Linked DNA regions of Mus musculus: region 1 is linked to region 2. The links are chromatin contacts, called in public targeted proximity ligation maps. All regions are on one chromosome and are shown on one strand. The core of a region is the stretch at or near the end of the contact, and the rest is flanking DNA. Distances in the headings are between cores, read along the strand shown.

Region 1 (3,126 bases), core at 421-2,920, 540 kb after region 2:
CACCCCATGCTACACTTTGTGACCTGGACCTGGCTGGCACCTGCATTCACATTGGCTGTGTTCTTCCAGGGACATCTCCCCCAGCTGACTGCTCGGGTACTGGATCATGAGGATCTGTGCTCAGGAGAACGAGGAAGAGACAGTGAGTGGTGGGGGGCAGGGCCAGAAAAAGACAGAGGAAGGGGATACTAGATAGGCTAGAGAAAGAATGACCAGAAATTCCCACCTCCAGCACGCCCCTCCCTGGGTTGGCCCAGCCCATAGGACATCACTGTCCCATCAACACACCTGACCCATAGGCCCTGGTACCTGCATTCGGACTTGGTGTTGCCCAGTGGGCACACATTCCAGGCCATCGTCAGGGCAGCAGCCACCACAGCGCTGCACAGTCACACAGCTGGGCACTAGTTGTTTGACCACATTGCCCATGAGTTCCATGCTCAGAGGCACCACCACCTCCCTGGGCTGGCATGTGGCACGTGCATAAACGTCTATCCATGGCACCACTGTGGGCAGACCCAGATGGATTAAGTTCTTATCAGGTCTCCTGAAGCTCCTCTGAGCATGTAGCCTCTCTGATACCCTATCACCACCACCCCAACCATCTTTTAAACCTGTCTTTCTCTGCCTTGTTTCTCAAGAAATGATTAAGCCCTCTGCCTCAGTTTCTTCCTCTATGGAATGGTATCGCCCAAAGGAGTTGGGATCACGCAAGATAAGGGATATGAAATCAGAGCAAGTGCTAACCCCTCTTAGTACTGGCTGGTGGCAAGTTATTGTTAACTATTATTACCTTTCTTCTGGTGGCTGGGGCCATCAAACTGGGACACAGGGGCCTGTGGGAAAGAAGATACCTGGGCCCAAGATGCACTCTAAAAGGGCTGGCCCTGTGGCTATGTAAGGGCTCCGTCCTTGAGTCAGGCTTCTGCGCCTTTCTGACACCTTTCCAGATTTATTCTGTTCCCAAGACCTTGGTTCTAATTTTTCTTGTATACTCAGACATCTGGTACTTTCCCTGGCCCAAGACCCACCAGGCATACTCTGGGAATGGTACTAAAGCCCAAGCCTTAGCGCTGGGCTTGTTTTAGGTCAGGAGCCAGGATAGTGGGAGACAAACGAGGTTCGGAGGGCACGGAGGCAGCTCCGCCCTACAACCGCCCAGGGGATGGGGTGAGGTGGGGGAGTGGCCCCAGGGGCATGGGCTAGGACTAGCGGGCCTTCGCCAAGGGGCACCTCTTAAGGGATATTCCCGGTTTGAACTGAGGATCCCCTCGACAGAGGTAGCAGGCGCCTCCCCACTTCCGCCAACCTTGAGAGGGCACCGCGGGCGGGCGGGCGAGCTAGCGAGCGGGATGTCGCGGACGCACGTACCTGGGTGCGAGCCAGCTGCAGCAGTGCAACAAGCAGCAGGCGACGGAGCAGGGGGCTCATGGTGCCCGCGGGGGGCGAGCGCCGGGAGCGCCCGCATGGCCCTAGCCCGGCGGCGTGGGGGGCGGCGGCAGCCAGAGCCCCATGGCGCGGGCCCGGGGACCCGGGGCGGGGCGCAGGGGGCGGCTCCTCCGCGGCCCCCTCCCGAGCCCTGGGCGCAGGCAGCGCAACGCAGCGCCGCAGCGACGGCCTGAGGAACAAGACAGGCAGGCGGCCTGTAGTGGCGGCGGTGGTGGCCGGGACGGCGGGCAACGGGGACGGCGGGGGGTGGCAGGGGGCCTGGCCGGGGCTGGCGGGCAAGAGGCTCATGTGACCTAAACACGCGCTCCCCACCGGGCCGCGGGCGGAGGCGGGGCGGGGGCGGAGCCGGTCCCCTCCAAACGCCCCCTCCCGCCGCTGCAGGGGAAAGGGGACACACCGCCCTGGAGGCCGAGCTCCGGGGGTCGCTGCCTCACGAGGGGAGGGGTGAGGAGATGCGTGACCTGAAGGACCGAATCGGACAGGCGTCTGAAAATGAGTTTATTGCACGTGTAGTTCTGGACAGGCAGCAGGGAGAGGACCAATGAAGGTCCCATTTAGTTAAGCCTCTCAGGGGCTTGTGTCCTGGGGCATGATCCTGGAGCTTTCTGGAGGCAGGGAGGGTTCTGCCCGAGGCTGCTGCCTCTGCTGGCGCTCCTGCTGAATCCTGGCTCTGTTGGCCCTGGAAAGAAAAACAGGATCAGGACAGACATCCTGGAGGGTGGTGCTGAAGCAGGAAGCAAAGTCAGAGCAGTGACAGACCTGGCCCTGGCCCGAGTGTCATTGTAGATGGCTGTAATGATCCGGTCCTTTTCATCCATGAAGCTGCGATGCACCTGCTCCAGCTTCCTGTGAAGGAATTGCAGTTAACTCCGAGTCTCCGAACTCTGGTGTCCCTCAAACCCTGGTCCTTGACCAGGTTCTAGCATCTCTCACACAACTTTACATCTCTCTCTATAACAGACACCAAGTGGCCCAAGTCCCAGAACTAGGTGGCACCCTAAGTCACTGGCTGTCCTGTGAAGAAGGTTGGTGAAACAGCTCTGAAATCAGGTTGCCTCTCCCAGAAGACTAGAAAGGGGGCATATTTAGGTAATCTCCATTGCTAGATACTACGGACAATGGGCTCCATCCTTTGGGTTTCTATGCCACAGAAAACTGGTATGACAGCATGCATTCGAGTGTATGGTGAGGTCCTGGCAGCTACCATGGACTGTCACTGTTATACGGCACTTGTCCTTCCTCGCTCTTTCTTTCTTTTCTTTTATTTTTTTTTATGGTTTTTTGAGACAGGTTTTCTCTGTATAGCCTTGGCTGTCCTGGAACTCACTTTGTAGACCAGGCTGGCCTCGAACTCAGAAATCCACCTGCCTTTGCCCCCCAAGTGCTGGGATTAAAGGCGTGCACCACCACTGCCTGGCCCTCTTTCTTTCTATATTGAGACACAGTTTAATGTAGCCTAGGCTAGCCTCAAACTCCATATGTAACCAAAGATGACCCTGAACTTAAAAAATTTGCAAAAAAAAAAAAAAAAAAAATTGCTTGGTGGTGATGGTGCACTGACTTCGAGGCCAGCCTGGTCTACACAGGGAGTTCCAGGTCAGCCAGTTCTACACAAAGAAACCCTGTCTCAGAGAAACAAAACAAAACAAATCAAAACAAAACAAAAAGGAAAAACCG
Region 2 (2,970 bases), core at 209-2,708:
GTCTGGGTATAAGTGGAACCCGTTTTCCTTGTGGTATCCTCAGCTTACCTCGTCTGTTTCTTCTCTTCGGGTCTCCTCGGGTGACCTAGTGTCTGTGTCTGCATCTGTGTTTGTGTGTGCACATCTTCTCTTGGCTTGGCTGTCTGTGTGGGCGTGCTGGGCACCAGCTTATTATTTTGTCCATGGAGTGGCGTGTGTCCATGTGTCTCTGGAGGAACCACCAGAGCTTTGTGTGTTTGCATCTCTGTGTGTCACTGTTTACCCAGTATGCATGTGAGAGAGAAGGAGAGAGAAGGAGAGAGCCTGCACATCTGGGTGGACACAGCCTTCTGAGGGCTGGAGATAAGATTTAGTGACTTTAACTTGCTCTAGATGTCTCCTCTGGAATAAAGGGAGAGATGGATGGAGGGAGAGAGTAAAGACAAGGGAGAGGAGAGGCTTGGGAGGAGGAGGGGGCACAGAGACAGGGAGAGGAGCAAGTGGTGGGATTAAAAAGAGCTGGGGGGAGAGAGGGGGGAGAGAGGGAGAGGGAGGGAGGGAGAGGGAGAGAGAGGGGGAGGAGAGGAGAGAAAGGAGAGAAAGGAGAGAAAGGAGAGGAGCTTAGCAGGGAAGGCCTGGCTGAGAGGGAAGGGCAGAGGCTGCAGAGAAGGAACTTGGAGCAGGGAGAGGAGAGAAAGGCATGAGAAGATCAAGGGAAGGTCAGCTTTGGAGACCAGGGAATGAGCTCTGTGTGAGGTGTCCTGGTAACCTGCTGGTATGGATGTGGGCCTGAATATCAGCAATAGTGCAGGGTGTATATGGTGTGTGTGTGTACACAGGTAGGAATGTGGTCCTTCTGTGTGTCCTTGTGCATGTCTGTCTGTGTCTCTTAATTTTGCCATCTTTTTCTTTCCATGGCTGTTGTCCTGGGATCTGGGTGCAAGTCAGGGGTGAGACTGCAAGTGAGGACACAGGCTCAGCTGGACCTCCCTGAGGTCCCTCTTCAGATCTCTTGGAGGTTCTCTGTGCCTCCCCTTCTCTGTCCCTTCATGCTGGGATGCTAGGCCTAAGGGTTGGCTTCCTCTAGGAACCCAGGTATCCTGCCATGCAGTGCCCTGAGCGCCTCCATTCTTTCCTTAATCTCTTCCGAGCAAGGAGAGGAGACCCAGATTAGCCAAACAGAATACCCAAGGGAGGGCCTTTGGCATTGACGTTCGTCACTGCCAGCCTGTAGGAGGAGTGGAAGGAGGGGCAGGATGCCACAGGTAGTCATGGGGGAGAGAGCACCCCAGGGGTACTGGGGCCAGGGTACAAAGAGCAAGCTATAATTGGGATGGGAGAGGAGACAGGTTGTAGGGAGGGATGCCTCTGTCATCCGGTCATCTGAGGATGAGCCAGGAGTAGACAGGAAGGGAACGGGTCTCCCCTCACCAAGATGGCTGGTGCTGTCACGCCTGAGGGAGCTGAGCAGCTGGTTGCCTTGGTGACAGAGGGAGAGTGCCGCATGCTAATGAGGCTGGCAGAGAGCTGGGCAGCGGAAGGGTCTTGAGGGTAGCTGTGTGGCTTCCTCCAGCAGGAGTCAGGCCTAAGGGGCTGTAGGTGCTGGTGGGGGCAGAGGACAAAAAACTGAATCCATGGGCCCTCGAACACTGGACTGAGGGCAACAGAAGCCTGGATTTCTAAGAGTAAGGCCTCAGGGCAAGGCTGCTGCTGACAGGCAGAGTGGGAGGAGGGTTTGGGGCCTGAGGTTTAGAAGTGGGGTGCTGGAATTTTGTAGTCTAAGCGTGAGTGGCAGGGTAGGAACTATTTGAAGCAAGGAGTATAAAGACAGCCAAAAAGCTGGAGACCCTCCCAGTGCTTTGAATAAATCCTGTGTCCTGAGAACTGTGTTGTCCTGATGCTGCCCCAGTTACTGTGGCCTCCTCCCTCAAGCTAGCCTCCGACCTAGAGGTGAGATAAAGGAAGAAGACACCAATGGAGATGGAGAGGAAGCTGCCGGGAGCCACATGGCTCTGTTTTCCCCAGGGCCCAAGCCCTTCCCAGCCTCCTCGGCTCCTGGGCACTGGCTACCCTGGTCCTCTCTGTGCCCCAGAGATACTTGCAGCTCTTTGATCTCCACACTGGCTTCAGTTTCCGGCTCAAGGTCTAGCATCTCATGCCACAGGAGCTGGGATGATTTACTGACAGCAGACTGTTCCTCCCCAGCCCTCTTTGCCAGACTCCACAGCAGGGAGGTAGGGCTGGGGTTGGGCAGGGAGCAGGGGTTGGGTAGGGCTAGTTGGTCATCTCAGGGATCCAGGAGAATCAGTTCTGTCGCTGGTCTGGTGCTGTCAGTCTCTCTGGGGCCTGGAGGCCTGGTGTGGCTCATTCTGGAATGACTCAGGTTGAAGAAGGTTAGGGTTGCCAGGGCTTGCTCACTGGGCTAAATTGTCCTCAGCAAGGGCCTGGCCAGGGAAAGGGGACCCGTAGCGTCATTTAGGCAGGAAGGGTTTGGATCTTTCAGAGTGCTTGGCCTCTTGCCCAGGGGTCTTGGCTGTCCGAAGGCACAGTTTCTAGATTCCCAGATTCTGAAAGAATCACAGCATCTTTTGATCCAGGGTTTCCATAGGTGCAGATGCCTTCTTCCAGCTTCCCTAGTTCTCAGAAACAAGCAGGTTTTCTTTTGGAACCTGCTCTCTCCATGCGTGGCTGGAATGGGCAGCTGGAAGAGTTAGGGCTGTAGAGGAGGCTTTTCTAAGTCCCAGTCTGGAGGTTTCCTTTAAGGCCCAGGTTTCTATACTACCCACTTTCCCGCAAGGTTATGCAGACCCCTGGTGTGTGTGCGCGTGCACATGTGTATGCATGTGTGTGTACATGTGTGTGTGTGTGCATGTGTGTGTGTGTGTGTGTGTGTGTGTGCATGTGATGGCTGGCGTCCCCTTGCCCACTCAATCCCACTCTAACGGGACACTCTCTCTCTCTCCAGGTGGCTCTGATTTTTGTGTTGTGTTT

Evidence for each region.
Region 1: a targeted proximity ligation map of forebrain shows a contact between it and region 2, with 2.9 times the contacts expected there. A contact is called at or near these places in 10 of 39 promoter capture datasets (the 3T3-L1 cell line, the C10 cell line, cranial neural crest and 5 more) and 8 of 130 datasets of targeted methods (bone marrow-derived macrophages, craniofacial prominence, embryonic forebrain and 5 more).

What each region holds. Positions count from the first base shown.
Region 1 is chr19:6,985,981-6,989,106 of GRCm38.p6, forward strand. It overlaps Vegfb (vascular endothelial growth factor B), which reads right to left and starts at 1,671. Exons shown (of 7, transcript NM_001185164.1): 1 at 1,372-1,671; 2 at 794-836; 3 at 310-506; 4 at 41-114. The coding sequence starts at 1,431. It overlaps Dnajc4 (DnaJ heat shock protein family (Hsp40) member C4), which reads right to left. Exons shown (of 7, transcript NM_001357001.1): 6 at 2,209-2,295; 7 at 1,931-2,128. The coding sequence ends at 2,017.
Region 2 is chr19:6,444,758-6,447,727 of GRCm38.p6, forward strand. All of the region lies in intron 3 of Nrxn2 (neurexin II), which reads left to right. Among named protein-coding and RNA genes, the nearest start is that of Gm14965, 27 kb to the left of the region's middle.